Linked DNA regions of Mus musculus: all the other regions are linked to region 2. The links are chromatin contacts, called in public HiChIP or PLAC-seq maps. All regions are on one chromosome and are shown on one strand. Each heading gives the region's core, a stretch centred on a gene start, on an enhancer-like site or on the middle of the called end of the contact. The rest is flanking DNA. Distances are from core to core; before and after follow the strand shown.

Evidence for each region. HiChIP or PLAC-seq counts read pairs in DNA pulled down with a chosen protein or histone mark.
Region 1: an H3K4me3 HiChIP or PLAC-seq map of bone marrow-derived macrophages shows a contact between it and region 2, with 4 times the contacts expected there. The contact joins the enhancer-like site here to the promoter of Aldh4a1 in region 2. A contact is called at or near these places in 13 of 39 promoter capture datasets (the 3T3-L1 cell line, the HPC-7 cell line, HPC-7-derived erythroid cells and 7 more), 5 of 15 datasets of contacts at CTCF or cohesin (embryonic stem cells, hippocampal excitatory neurons, large pre-B cells and 2 more), 22 of 484 Hi-C or Micro-C datasets (the G1E-ER4 cell line, the HL-1 cell line, the HPC-7 cell line and 13 more), 26 of 115 datasets of contacts at active chromatin or transcription factors (the HPC-7 cell line, the NIH/3T3 cell line, SST interneurons and 17 more) and 5 of 9 other capture datasets (adipose tissue, embryonic stem cells, liver and 2 more).
Region 3: a contact with region 2 is called in an H3K4me3 HiChIP or PLAC-seq map of forebrain, with 2.9 times the contacts expected there. The contact joins the promoter of Pax7 here to the promoter of Aldh4a1 in region 2. A contact is called at or near these places in 7 of 39 promoter capture datasets (the 3T3-L1 cell line, the C10 cell line, embryonic stem cells and 3 more), 1 of 484 Hi-C or Micro-C datasets (reprogramming fibroblasts) and 10 of 115 datasets of contacts at active chromatin or transcription factors (embryonic basal ganglia, embryonic forebrain, embryonic hindbrain and 4 more).

What each region holds. Positions count from the first base shown.
Region 1 is chr4:139,420,851-139,425,269 of GRCm38.p6, reverse strand. Ubr4 (ubiquitin protein ligase E3 component n-recognin 4) reads right to left here. Exons shown (of 106, transcript NM_001160319.1): 36 at 4,119-4,189; 37 at 3,892-4,039; 38 at 3,346-3,573; 39 at 2,707-2,877; 40 at 1,261-1,443; 41 at 352-510; 42 at 1-57. Among named protein-coding and RNA genes, the nearest start is that of n-TVaac1, 7.5 kb to the left of the region's middle. Within about 2 kb of position 2,604, at least 35 of the 459 cell types and tissues checked have an H3K27ac peak or open chromatin away from gene starts, as enhancers often do. A contact at or near this core is called in the HL-1 cell line, bone marrow-derived macrophages and liver, where this site is marked.
Region 2 is chr4:139,620,509-139,624,854 of GRCm38.p6, reverse strand. It overlaps Aldh4a1 (aldehyde dehydrogenase 4 family, member A1), which reads right to left and starts at 1,961. Exons shown (of 15, transcript NM_175438.4): 1 at 1,658-1,961. The coding sequence starts at 1,716.
Region 3 is chr4:139,830,702-139,835,465 of GRCm38.p6, reverse strand. It overlaps Pax7 (paired box 7), which reads left to right and starts at 2,498. Exons shown (of 9, transcript NM_011039.2): 1 at 2,498-2,639. The coding sequence starts at 2,555. It overlaps Gm46873 (a long non-coding RNA gene), which reads right to left and starts at 1,998. Exons shown (of 3, transcript XR_001784470.2): 1 at 1,912-1,998.

The sequences.
Region 1 (4,419 bases), core at 1,355-3,854, 200 kb after region 2:
TAACACTAAGTGATCGGAGACAGAGCCTGAGCTGCTGAAGGTGAGCACGTGGCAGTCCTGGACATGAGTTCAAGAACAGAGCAATTGGACAGGGCCTGGGACAGTCAGCTAGTTCTCCCTGAGCTCCCATGAGTCCCTTTTCCTACCATCCCGGCCTGCAGCTCCCAATTCAGACTGCCTAGACACTCAGGTTTCCAAAACACACAAAGATCAGAGCAATCAGAAGGCACTGAGTGAGCTCAGAGAAAGACATTTACATTCCAGCAGCTCTCATGCCTTCAGCTATCTATCAGTGAGGAGACTTGGCCAGAGCTCCCAGCTCCAGGAGTCAGTCCTGCACTGGGTCCTTACCTTCAGCCCACACACTGCCAGGTAGTCCTCCTTGCAGGGGTTTCCAGTAAGACTCAGCACTGTGAAGGGAACTGGGGCAGAAGCCAAGCGGGTTAGCGTCAGCTTCCTCTTACTGGAATCTGCTTGCTTCAGGAGCGCTGAGAGCTGCAGCACTGTGATCTGCAAAGGGAGTGCAAGCTGCAGAGGCCCAGGCGCTGGCCAGCCAGGGCCCCCCAGGCCCTCGTGGAGTCTAAGGTAGGCAGTTAAGGAGGCTCCCTGGGGAGAAGGGTAAGTCACTGCCTGGCTTTGCGGATTTAGTCTCTTAGAAAACCTGTAGATCAAGTTCAGCCTCTACTTCTCCCCAAAAGACAGACATGGAAGGTCATGCTCCCCTTCTCCCAGTGAGGACAAGAATGGCAAGTAATGAACCCGACTGTTCTGTGCAGAATCTCCTCCTAACATATCCAATCCCTAGGCACCACCGCCTCAAGCGCCCCATTAAGCTCCTTCTGGACCATCTGCTTTAAGGACTGTCCACACTGTCAGTTAAGGTAAGACAGCCTCCCTGATGAGAGGCAAAAACAGCAAAGAGATGCCTAGCATTCCCCAACGGAGTGTCTGCATCCCTGGAGCAGGAATTATTAAACAAGGAACACTGGCTTCTTAAGAAGACTTCTGCCTCTCTGCTTGTACCTTTCCACGTCCAAAAATGGGCGGGGATGGGAACTAAGTTGTCCTGAACACCAGCCAATCACTTGCCAGAGCCTTTCCCAAGTCACCTCAGTTCTAGTGATAACCAATACTCAGGTCCAAGCCAAAAGGGTTAATGAGATCAGTCTCGTCCTCAGAAACAAAGTGTGGGTGTTTCCCCTCAGAGGGTCAATTTGAACACCGATCCTAAAACGAATGGGAAGGAATCATGGGACCTACCTTGCCCTTCTCATGGCTAACAGCCAAATGCTGGCGGCGCCCATGGGGGGAAGAAAGCACACACATAGCCACCCGTCTCAGCACGTGGGCACTGATCAGCTGCCGTATAGTCTGGCCCTGGTCTCCGCTGTAATTCATCCGAACATTCTCAAAGGCACCTTCCTGTGAGCCTAAGGTGGGAACCTGGCAGAAGGGAGAAGCAGAGAAAGTATTGGAGAAAGCAAGTAAGACTAGGTGGGTTCATCCACTGTCACCTGGGGGGCAGTGCAACCCTTAGTCATTCAGCAGTATTCAATCTGGGAGGCAGGGCTTTGTGAATCTGACCAAAATCAATTATATGCATTCACATAATTCTCAAATAATAAAATTACTAACAACAAAGGAAAAGTAGAAGGGCATGGTGGCAAAAGCCTATTATACTCCCAGCACTTGGGAGGCAGAGGCAGGTTGAAGTCCGAGTACCAGGCTAGCCTGGTCTATATAATGAGTTCAGGCCAGCCAGAGCTCAAAACAAGTAAGTGACTTTAGCCTGCAGTCCACTATCCTCCACTGATTAAAGTCTACTGCTTCAGTCTGGTTCCAAGAGCAGGGTCAAAGTCTCATGAAAGTAAATGAAGTGCTGCTGTTCTCCAACGTTAAAATGCATTTTCACTTAAAGTGATGGTAATGATACAGAGTATTTTCCCTTCATGCATCACACCTGGCAAAAGTGAACTTGGCAACTTAGTGGGTCACCAACTTCCACCCTTAATTTTGATGTCAGTATTTAAAATCTTCAATGCCCTTCTCTGGGTGTCTGTCCACACATATACTGGCCAGAGCTCCCAGCTCCGGGAGTCAGTCCTGCACTGGCTGGACCTGCTGCCCACACACTGCCAAGTGGTCCTCCCTGCAGGGGTTCCCAGTAAGACTCAGCACTGTGAGCACAACTCCCAGGCAGAAACGCTCTCCTAGGCCCCTTCTAAATTCACACGCGCACACTCCTGTTCTTCTTACTTATCCCTACGGCTCACATGACTGACAGGCTGCAAGAGTAACTGAAGGAAAGCTGTCTTCAACTCAGGCTGGAAGTCAGCAAAGGACGAAGCTATTCTGCAAGCTACTAAGCCTTAAGAGAGAGGACACAAGCAAGAGGCTTTCGATTTTATACAAGGAAATTTCAGTTATAGTGCCCACAAAATGGAGTTCCTCACATCTTAGGAGTTCATACACATACATGCTTTAGTAAAAAGAGGACTTGCTTGCTAAATACCAGGACTCTAGTCAGACACACCTCATCTGTGGGTTACTAACTGCTCAGTAGAGCTGAGGAAAGCTGTGACCACAGATTCTAGGTTCTGCATGCTTATGACTCACTGCTAAGTCTCTTCCTCAGTTGCTGTGGCCACTATCAGACACCATGACACACAGGTTGTACAGTCAGCAAACCTCAAGACCCTGACATACCATCAGCTGGTCTGTCATCTCCACACCCTTGTCCACTGTGTGCAGTTCACTGAGGGCCTGCTGGGCCCTGCTGCTGCTCCCCACGGCTGAAGCCTGCTGAAAGTTGGTCTGAATGGCATCCATGAGGAAACTGAGCATGTCTAACACGAGAGGAGCGAAGGAGAAATTGGCCTGAGAGAAATGGAAACACACACGTGAAAAAGTAAAAATCAATAAAAATCACGAGTCGCACACGACAATCCTGACAGTCACTGTCTGGAGCTGAGCTCGTCCCCTCTCCAGAACCCTAGCTCTGTAGACAGTGAGAGGACGATCTAAGCCGAGGTCCCACAGGCACCCTAAGTCACTCAAGGCACCTAGCATGTTTAACTACGCCTCCTATGCATACAGAATGGACAAACGGGAAACACAATCACTCAATGGCTTCTGCATTCTGGGCCCAGATGAGAACTCCTAGCCAAGAAAGTAGGTTCCAGAATATCACTCCCGCTAGCTGTAAGCCCTTCCCCAAAGATGGGCTACTTGCACGCACACTACATAACTATGAAAGAAAACACTGGGCTAGCAGGGGAGGCTCAGACCACTGATGAGGCCTGCTGGACTCTGTCCTGTGCACCAGTGCCCACCAGGAAGCCCCACCTGATTCTGCAGCTCCTCACGACACCCCTCAACTGTACGGCACAGGCTGCTCTTCTTGGGCTTCTCTTCATCTGTAACCTTCCCATCACTGATGGTGACCTTGGCCTTGTCAGCAGGAGAGGTGCTGGCATGGCGCACCAGACTTTCGGAAACCCTAGGTTCGCTCTGAAATGCTGACTCCTTCATGGTAGAGCTCATGCCACTGCTAGGAGTTCGCTTCACCAGGGCCTGGAAACAGAACTCATCAGTGTCCCTATGTCCCTGCCACAGTCAGGTCAGACAGCGCTGAGCCACTGGAAGGCAGATCACGGGGCTCACTCGACCATCTTCATGCCCCTCAGAGCATTAGGCCTGACTATGTGACAAGGATGCTGCTTTTAATGCTCTCAGTGAAGTGTTGGGGCCACAAAGGGATTCATCACTAATACTACAATGACAACAAATGCTTGGCCACACAGAGCTGAGGTGGGAATTTTCTGGTCTGCTTTAGATATTCCTGTATTACTAACAAGTTGCCCATGTGACTGTGAAGGTCCCATCACTCACCAAGCAGCTGCCATCTTCCTTGGCTCCACAGTCACAGAAAAAGGAACCATACTTGGCGTAGGAAATCTCATGGTCCTTATGGCATACCTTTGCACACACTGTGCACACACCCACCCCATCCACCATCTTACAGGTATGACAGTGGTACCTACAGGGAACAAAAGTCAGCACTAAGTCCCACGCAACAACACTGGAGGCCCAGCCTCCCTCACTTTAAAGGAACTCACCAATGCTGGTTCATAAACTCCTTCTGTGTGATGGTGAAGGTACACAGCTTATTGCAAAGAGAATCTTCATCCTTCAAAGATTAATGGATCTTTTTAATCATAAATGTCCCTCTCCATACAAGGTCCCATAGGAATACCCCTGCCCCAACACTCCATGGAGAGACACCCGTGTCTAATGGGAGCCTGCCCTGATCTGAAGTAGCCATCTATCTGAAAGCTTCCCACAATTACAAGTGCCCTCTTTTGGTTTTGTCGACAAGAAAGGGAACGGGGGAGACAGACAACAAAAACCTTCAATACT
Region 2 (4,346 bases), core at 712-3,211:
CTGAAGGGCGGGGATCTGGATCCAGACCAACTGTAACTACAGCTACATCTGCCTCCCCAGAACAAGCTCCTAGGCTCAGCGTGGGGCCCTCACACTAGCTAGCTAGCAAAATGATACTGCTATTCGAAACTACTTCATAACATGGACTGCTTTCCTTAAAAGAAGACAAGATGCATGGGTCCACGCCTCTCTGGCCAGTTAAGTTGAAAACTCCCCCGAGTTCCACTCCCTGATCATGCACTGCCCCCACCCAGTGCATGATCCCCTTGACTGCAGTGCACCTTGTAGCACACTGACACCCGGAGAGGTACAAAGTAAACCTGAGAATCTATAGAAGGCTCTGCCTATCTGAGCCTTCCATCCCGGGGCTGCAGTGGGTGGTCTCGGAGCAGGAAGAAACTGAAGAGGTGCAGGCTCCATTCACCACACGCCCCACCTCCCACCCCACCCCCCAATCCCATGTCCTTTGCCTAATAGCGTCACACAACATGAGGAAGGGTTGAAACTCACCCAGGTCATCCCATGGGAGCAGGGAAAGGGTCACTGATTAACTCAAAGAGGTCACAACTCAGTGGAGGTGGACACGGTGGGTCACAGGCCACAGAGCAGGCAAACAGTAACCAAAGTAGGGGTGTGGGGGTGCTGTGTAAACTGTACAAGGAAGGCAGGCAGAAATGGGGAATAATACCCAAGTTCAAACAGGCCGTGAGCCATACTGGGGCAGGATATTGGAACACATCACTAAGGCAGCCAGGATTCTGGCTGAAAGCAAGCAGCTCTCTGCCCTAGGGCTTACCTGTCTCTTCATTACGTTTGTTTGTTTGTTTGTTTGTTTGTTTGTTTTTGAGACAGGGTTTCTCGTGTATCCCTGACCCTCCTCGAACCTGCTCTTGCAGAACAAGCTGGCCTTGCACTCAGTGACCTGCCTGCCTCTGCCTCCCGGTGATTTATTAAGGAACTTGTCTGAATGGATTTAGGCAAACCTCAAAATGAGCCCCATGCCACGCAGAGCCGCATCACACGTTATAAAAGTCATTATGGCACCCACCGTAAAACAAAAGCCCAATATTGAACAAAAAGGGAGTGGGGTGGAGAGGTCCCTGGGAGTGTCGGAAGGCTCCAGAATGGGAACACAGGGCCGGCCAAGGTCTGGGAGAATCAGCAAATTTGAAATATACAGCGTTAGGAGAAAGAGGGGTGTAGGAAGGGGGCGTGGGCACAAATCCGGACGCCACACCCTCCCTGGGGTTCCTTGGATAGGAAAACTGGCCATCTAGGACATTGGTTTGCAACCTGTAGGTCGCCACCCCGAGCGATCCTTTCACAGGGGTCGCATATCAGCTATTCTGCATATTAGATATTTACATGACGATTTATAACAGTAGCAAAATACGGTTATGAAGTGGCATAATTTTTCGGTTGGGGAGTCACCACACCAAGAGGAAAGGGTCACAGCATTTGTTAAGAACCACTGCTCTAGAGAGACCTGGTAAGGCGCCACAGGTTCTCCATGGGAGAGTGGCTCTGCAGGTCGCGACCCGGCGCGCACTTAGGGGAGCCATAGGGACCCTGGAGATAATGGCTGCAACCTGGAGGACCCACAGAGTGGGATCTGTCCACGGCTCTCAGGACTCAGGCAGCAGAGGGGTTCACTCACCCAGCGCCCCTCCAGGCATGGGACAGCAGGGATCGGCGGAGCGACGGCAGCGGCAGCATCGCGGAGACTCTTAACAGTCTTGCGCAGCTGTGGGAAGCTCAGAGTCAGCCCCACCGGGCTGGACTAGACAAGCCCGGAGCGCACTACCTCTGCGGGAGGCGCAGCATCGCCCGGTCCACCTCCTTCGGGGCCCCTCCTCGGGTACCCTTCCCCCTCTGTCAATAAACATCAGCTGTATTTAACATCAAAATTGCTACTGTGGACTGCGGGTCAAGAGAATGCAGCAGAAAAGCCCTGAAATGATACTCTCTTCTCCTCGTCTCCTCTCCTTATGGTATGACCCAAGGAGAGAGGGCGTGAGCCTCACTGACCAATCAGAGTCTCGCATGAAAGCCTCCAGGCCAATCAGCAGGACAGGCAAGCTGCAGCCTTCTTAGGCAGGGCTGGAGAGTTGCAGGAGCCAATGACAGATCCTGCACAGAGCGCGTGCTCAGTAGTAGAAGTGGCCGGGGGGGGGGGGGGGGGGGGACCCGGTCGACGCGACAGGTGCTACTTGGGTCCCCAACACTTGGTGGCTGGAAGGCTGGACATCTGCAGGCTACAACTCTGCCCGGGCCCGCCGAGCCACACCAAGGCCAGCTCCCTGCCACCTCCCCGGGGGCTGCCACCGTGCATGGAGCCTGATCTGCCCTCCATCTCCCAGCCTGGCTCAGGGCCAAGCCTGGGCTTGCTTCCTTCCAGATTGGAATCAGAATGAGATAAAACCCTAGCGGGCCTGAACTTAACGTTCTTCGTTTTAATTTTCTTTATTTCTTCCTTTTCTTAAAAGCCTCTAGCCACAAAAACCAGTTGTTCCTGCCTCTGTCCCTCTGTCCCTCTGCCCCGTGGTTAAAATTTTCAGTTTTCTTCATGAGACGTTGTTTGATGAATACTCGAACGTATTAAAACAGCTTCCGAAACCTGCTCTTAGAATGATGCCTTAGGGAACCACTGTATTCCTAAGATACTGGTATGGGTTTTCTTACTTTATTCTCTTTGGGTTTTGTTTTTGTTTAATTTTTTTAATTTTTTTTTTTTGGCTTGGTTTTACTTTTTCAGACAGGGTTTCTCTGTGTAGCCTTGGCTATCCTGGAACTGGCTCTATAGACCAGGCCCTGAATTTACAGAGATCCACCCGCAGGTCTGCCTCCAGAGTGCTGGGATTAAAGGCCTGCACCACCACAGTCCTGCTTCAACGTGTTTCTCTGTCTTTGACAATGTAACCAGGGCATTTACTTTGGGGTCCCTCTGGTTCTAATTTGATACCACACTGGGCAGATTCGCCTCAAAACACCATGACCAAAAAGCAAGTGGGGAGTTAAAGGTTTACGTGTGCAAATTTTCAGCTCATCACTGAGGCAGGAACCTGGAGGCAGGAGCTGATGCAGAAGCCGTGGAGGGACGCTGCTTACTGGCTTGCTCAGCCTTACAGGTGGACCGCCAGTCCAGGGGTTGGACTACCTAGAATAGGCTGGGCCCTCCCACATCAATCACAAATTAAGAATTTTTTTTGCCCAAGTAGCTGTGCAGTGGTAGTGCATACCTTTACATCTAGCACTTAGGAGGTAGATGCAGACAGATCTCTGAGTTTGAGGCTAGCCTGGTCTACAGAGTGAGTTCCAGTCTATACAGAGAAACCTTGTCTCAAATAACTAAAATGATAATAATACTAATACTAACAATAATGTAATAATTAATTAACTAATTAATAAAACAGAAAAAGAAAGAAAAGGAAATGCCCTACAGGCTTGCCCACAGGCTGATCTTTTGGAGACATTTTCTTTTTTTTTCCTTTTTCTTTTTTTTAGAAAAGATTTACTTATTTATTATATGTAAGTATAATACTTGTTTCTCTTCAGATACACCAGAAGAGGGCATCAGAAACCATTATAGATGGTTGTGAGCCACCATGTGGTTGCTGAGATTTGAACTCAGGACCTCTGGAAGAGCAGACCGTGCTCTTAACTGCTGAGCCATCTCTCCAGCCTTGGAGGCATATTCTTAAAATTTTTTGTCCCCTTCTTTCAGATGCCACCAGCTTCTGTCAAGCTGACATAAAAACTATCCCATGCAGGCTCTGTGGACCTCGGTTTCCTCTTCTGTTAAATAGGATGATGTTATGCACCTTGAACACCCGTCACCCTGGTCTTCCCCCTTTCCTGCCAACTACTCCATTTAAGGCACTCTAGGAGATGGGACTAGGAAAGAGCTACATCATGTGACCAAGCAGCAGTTTCTCTCCATCCTTGGAAATGGCAGCTCACAGTGGAGGGAGGCCACCTTTGAATGTGGCCCTTTGTTAAAAGCAACTGTAACAGTGGACAATATCAAATCCAGAGTCCAGCAGGTGCTTCTTGTAGACATTCTGGGGAGGTCTGTGAAATAGGGGCTTTGTAGCTGGTGGGACCTCAACTTTAGACCAGGCAGTGCCAATTAGCCTAGGGTTTCTTGGGGCCTCTTCTGTCTAATTCTCCCTGCCTTAGGTCCTTCTGGGAGGTTTTTTATGTTGGTGTGTGTTTGTTTGTTGTTACTTGGTTTCTCAAGACAGGGTTTCTGGCTGTCCAGCAACTCACTTTGTAGACCTTGAACTTACAGAGATCTACCTTCTGAGTTCTGGGATTAAAGGTGTGAGCCACCAATGCGTGGCATC
Region 3 (4,764 bases), core at 1,249-3,748, 210 kb before region 2:
ACAGCATTACACCCTCCCCATTGAGGAGCCCACAATTAATTTACCCAAGATTGACCCAAGACAGGCCTACACAGACCTCACCTGCACATAAAAACCCAAATTTGCCAGTGAAGAGCTACCAAACCACCACACAAAGGAGAGTCGCTAAAAGTCTGCCATACCAGGAGGGTGTTGGTGGGGGTAGAGGGATGGACAGACGACAGACAGATGGAAGACTGAAGGAGAACACATTAAATATGTGTACCCTATGTTTACAGAAAGACATGGATATATACATGCTTGTATTTAAAAAACAAAACAAAACCCTGGATATCTACCTCAGGAGTCAAAGCAGACAAGGGTCCCCAGGAACTTAGCATTTCTCGCCCCCCCCCAACAACCTACAGGGCAAAAACTCTGTCTCCCCACCTGGCTGGTAGGTGTGACTCAGGCCGCAGAGTCTAAAACCACTTGGCCTCTCTCCTCTCCCCATTCAATCCTGCAAGCATATATTTAACAAGCTTTTCCACAGGTCTCCCATCCCCGGAAGCCCACCCCCACCCCTGCCCCACAAAGAAGTCTGATGAACCCCTCAGCTAGGAGAAAGGGTCAGTAGCATGCTGAGAGGGGCAAAGGTCACAGGTGAGGAGGAGGGGAAGGGAGAGGACACACTGAGGCCAGCCAGCAGAGAGCACCCCCAGGCCAAGACCAGACTGACCCCCTCCAAGAAGGCTGGGCAGGGCATGAGCTGGAGGACTGGATTTATTTTATTGTATTTCACCTCCAGGGCTGGGCCAGAGAGGCCCTTTACTGGAGTGTTGGAGATGTATGGGGGGGGCACAAAAGATCTGTAATGGGTGGCATCCTACCCTGCTGGGAGGGCTTTTCAACCCTAGGAATCTATGTCCTAAGGCAGAGACCACTGGTTACTGTGGCATCAGAGAACAGAATTGTGGGATCTCTGAGAGAGAGAGAGAGAGAGAGAGAGAGAGAGAGAGAGAGAGAGAGAGAGAGAGCGCAACTAATTGGGCCACCACCTCCCCAGCCCTCCAGTGGAGGAGTAGAGTTGGTGGTACCCAGCTTTATCTGTCTGTCTCCCACTCATCTCCCATCTGACTCCCAGATCCCTAGCCTTGCTGATGTCGCCTCCAGGACATTCTGAGTCCACTAGAAAGGGCTCCAAGGTGGTGGCCTAGGAGCTGGAGGAGGAGCTGGAGAGGTTATTCCCCAGGGTTTGGCAGACTCGGATTTGCCAGCATCTCTGGGGATGTATATTTTGCTGCGTTTCTCCGAGCTGCAGGAGGCCAGGCCAGGCCAGGCGCAAGCAGTAAAGCCCTGACAGGTATCAGCGAAGTCAAAATTCTTCCGGGGATGTCACCCTACTCTGTTCCGCCCAGGGAGGGAGTAGTTGTCAAGGAATGTTCAGAGCTAGTGAACTAAAAAGAGAAGGGACACGTGCGGTGGACCCTAGTCCAGGAGGCCAGAGATAGCCGGAGCGGACAGAGAAGATCCCAGCCCAAGGCCGGCTTTCCTACACAGCGGGCAGACAGCTGAAAGCCGTCCGGAGCACAGACCTGCCAGCACATCTCTGGACAACACTTAAAAGAAGTTACCCTCTCCCTCCCTCAGAGCACCCCCAGCCCACGCCATCCCTGGACTCAGAGTTTCAAATTATCTCCCTCCCCCGCGACCCCCTGAGGAAAAAAAGAAAGAAAGAAAAAGAAAAAAAAAGAACGAGGTCGAGTTGGAGATTAAAAAGGAAGGGGAAAAAATACTCGTTGGAGACTTCTTTTCGTTATCGGTCCCCTCTCCCTCCCGAACTGGCCCCCTTTCCTGCTCATGAATAAAAGAAAAGTCCGAACCTATCAGATCTCTCTGGCTGCAGCCTGCTCCCTCCCCTTCCCTGCCGTTGAGCACTTTTGCACAACTTACCCAGCTGATCGCTCGCGCCCCCTCGCTTTTCCTCTTGTGTTCCCCAACCCTGTCGCTCGGGTCACCTCCCCTCCAGTCCGAAACCCGAGCAGGAGCGCGTCCCCGTTCCAGTCCTCCGGGGGACAGGGTGTGAGGGCCAGCAGAAAGAGGCGCTGAGAGGAGGGATCGAGGGGAGGAGGGAGTCCGAGCCAGAGAATAAATATATAAATAAAGACCCAAAGAAAGCCACTCCGCAACCTCTGGGCTCAGGAACTTCGGCCGGGAGCGCGGGAGCGGGTGGCCCGCAAGGCGCAGCTGGGGACAGGGAGCCCGGCCTGCTCGGCCCACGGCAGCCGGTGTCATTCGGCTTAACTTCTGGCCGAGCCCGGCGGGTGGAGGCGGACTTGGGGTTGGAGTGTTTGTTTGTTTGAACTTCCTTGTCGCCACCTTCCACTCCTCCCGCCCCCACCTCACCCCCCCCCGCGCCCAGCTTCTGGAAGGGGCGCGTCTGCAACCGGGTGGGGGGGGGTGCAGAAGGGAGGGGGAAGAGGCTAGTGGGGGGGGGAGGGAAGAAGAGGAGAGGAGGATCGCAGCAGGGGTGAAAGGAAGAGACGCCAAGAGGTTTATCCAGCCGACTCTGGATTCGTCTCCAGCGTGCGCAGGAATGGCGGCGCTGCCCGGCGCGGTCCCCAGGATGATGAGACCCGGCCCGGGGCAGAACTACCCGCGCACCGGCTTCCCCCTGGAAGGTAAGAGAGCGCGCAGGAGGCCTTTACAGGGTCCCCCGGAGGACCTCGGAGATGGCACCCTCCAGGGGAGCGAGCAGCGGGGCTTCCTGGGCTCTGCTGGGTCCCAGTCTCCGCGTGGGACACGGGAAGTTTCTAGAGCGGACACTTGTCAGTTTCTGCGTGGACTCCGCTGACCCTCGGCCCGCGCTCCGTGGGTCACCGGCTGCCGGCCTTTCGCCGCAGGATGCGACTCCCCGGGGAATTCGCATCTGGTCCGTTTTGCGCTCCGGTAAATTCCAGGGTTTCCCACTCTTCTCTGACACAACAGAGTTCCCGGGTCTCTGCGCAGCGCCGCCGGCTTTCTTCCCTAGTTTTGAATTGGTCCCTCAAAGTCGGGATGGGGTCCCTCCAACCCCTTTTATTTCGAAATACCAACAAGCGACACTCTATTTCCACTCCACCAGACCGTCCGCTTCCTCCCAAGCAACTTACTAACTGGCTTTTTTTTTTCCCGGCCCCGACACAAACTAATTAAAAACAATGCATAGTGCCTTATTTCCCGCAAAAACAAAAACAAAAAAATTAAAAACATAACTTTTCCCTACGTCTTTCTAAAGTCTGCAAATGTCCCGGGAAAGAAACTCAAGACCAAAAGAGGGTACAGCAATCCAGGGGACTGTTTTGAGTCTCTAGCCACTCGGGGATGCAGAGGGGACCGGCCGGCGGCGATCGGCCGGGAGAGGAGAAAGGGCCCCTTTGCGCGCCCCCTCCCTTTTCTATTTAAACCTATGGAAGGCTTTCAGCCAGTCACCGAAGGGTCTTCTAGTTTCCTCGGCTCAGACAGCCCATGGTGTCTCAGGAGCAGTTAGAAACGGCGTGCCAATTTTATTTTTTAGCCGCCCCTCTTGTCATTGTGTGGGCCCCACTTGTGGGTGCGGGAGGATGGGGAGAGAAGGCGAGAAGGGGCGGTCTGGCAGCCGGCGATCTAGGGAGGGAGCCCCCTCCCTCGGGCAGCGAGAAGCCGCCGGGTCCCCGAATTAGACAGAGGCGAAGAGAGCGGGCTGCGTGATCAAGTGCGCGCGAGCGGCCACGCAGGCGGGAGAGCGCGGCAGCCGGGGATTTGCCGGAGTCCTCTCCTGGAACGAATGCAAGCAAAACAGGCGGCTAAGGACGCGCAAAGGATTAGGACAATATTTGCCCAACATGACGCAGAATACTGAGGAGAGCCGAGTGCCGGTCGCTAAAGAGGCTCTTGAATATAAAGTTGGGCGTTCGAGAGCTCTCCAGCGCTAATGGCGTACCCCGCCACGGAGACCGAGGGACTCTGGCTCGGCGACGCACGATTTCTGATTAAATCTGAGAGTGGTTTCAGATACCTACTTTTACAAAGAAAAATTGGTGAAGGAGGGGGGAGCGGGAAAGTAAAGAGGGGGCGGTAGGAACAGCTCAGCAGACCGAGCCTCTTCTAGCCTCCCCCTTTCCAATTATTCCGTCTGCTTCCTCCGCTCGGGCCGCTGTGAAATCGTTGTAATCTTCTAGATCTCTGTAGCCGCGAGTCCCCAAATTGGGGGGATCGAGGCTGGATTAGTGCACCGGGTGTCCCCCGAACCTTCTGTAAGAAAATTGTGTAGACTTTGCATTAAGGCCTACCTAAGTTCTCCCTTCCCCAGAACACACTAGGTATGCCTATCTTCCTGATGCACGCGCGCGCGCGTGCACAAACACACACACACACACACACACACACACACACACAAGTGGCCCATCTTAGTTGCAGCAAAGACTGCTGGGACAATTACTGCATTTCTGAGACCAAGTTGGGGTATTTTGGAGCTTGTGATCATCGTGGAGTGTGCCCTCGATTTGCCCCCCCAACGAAATGAGAACTTTAAGGGTGTTTTAAAAAGCCTGGGAATCTGCTAAGGGACGGTTTGTGTTCCCAGACGCTACACAGACAGCTTTATATCCCCAGTCCTTAAGCTGTGCAGACTCCCGCTGCCACAGTCCTGGGTGCTCAAGCCAGAGCTAGAAATGTTGGGAGTCAAATAGCCTCTTAACCTAACTGATCCAATAGTTCAGTCCTAATGGCCAGAGGTGTAGGACTGACCTGGTGGGCCACATCGCCCTGGCTGTCAGCCTCTACCAG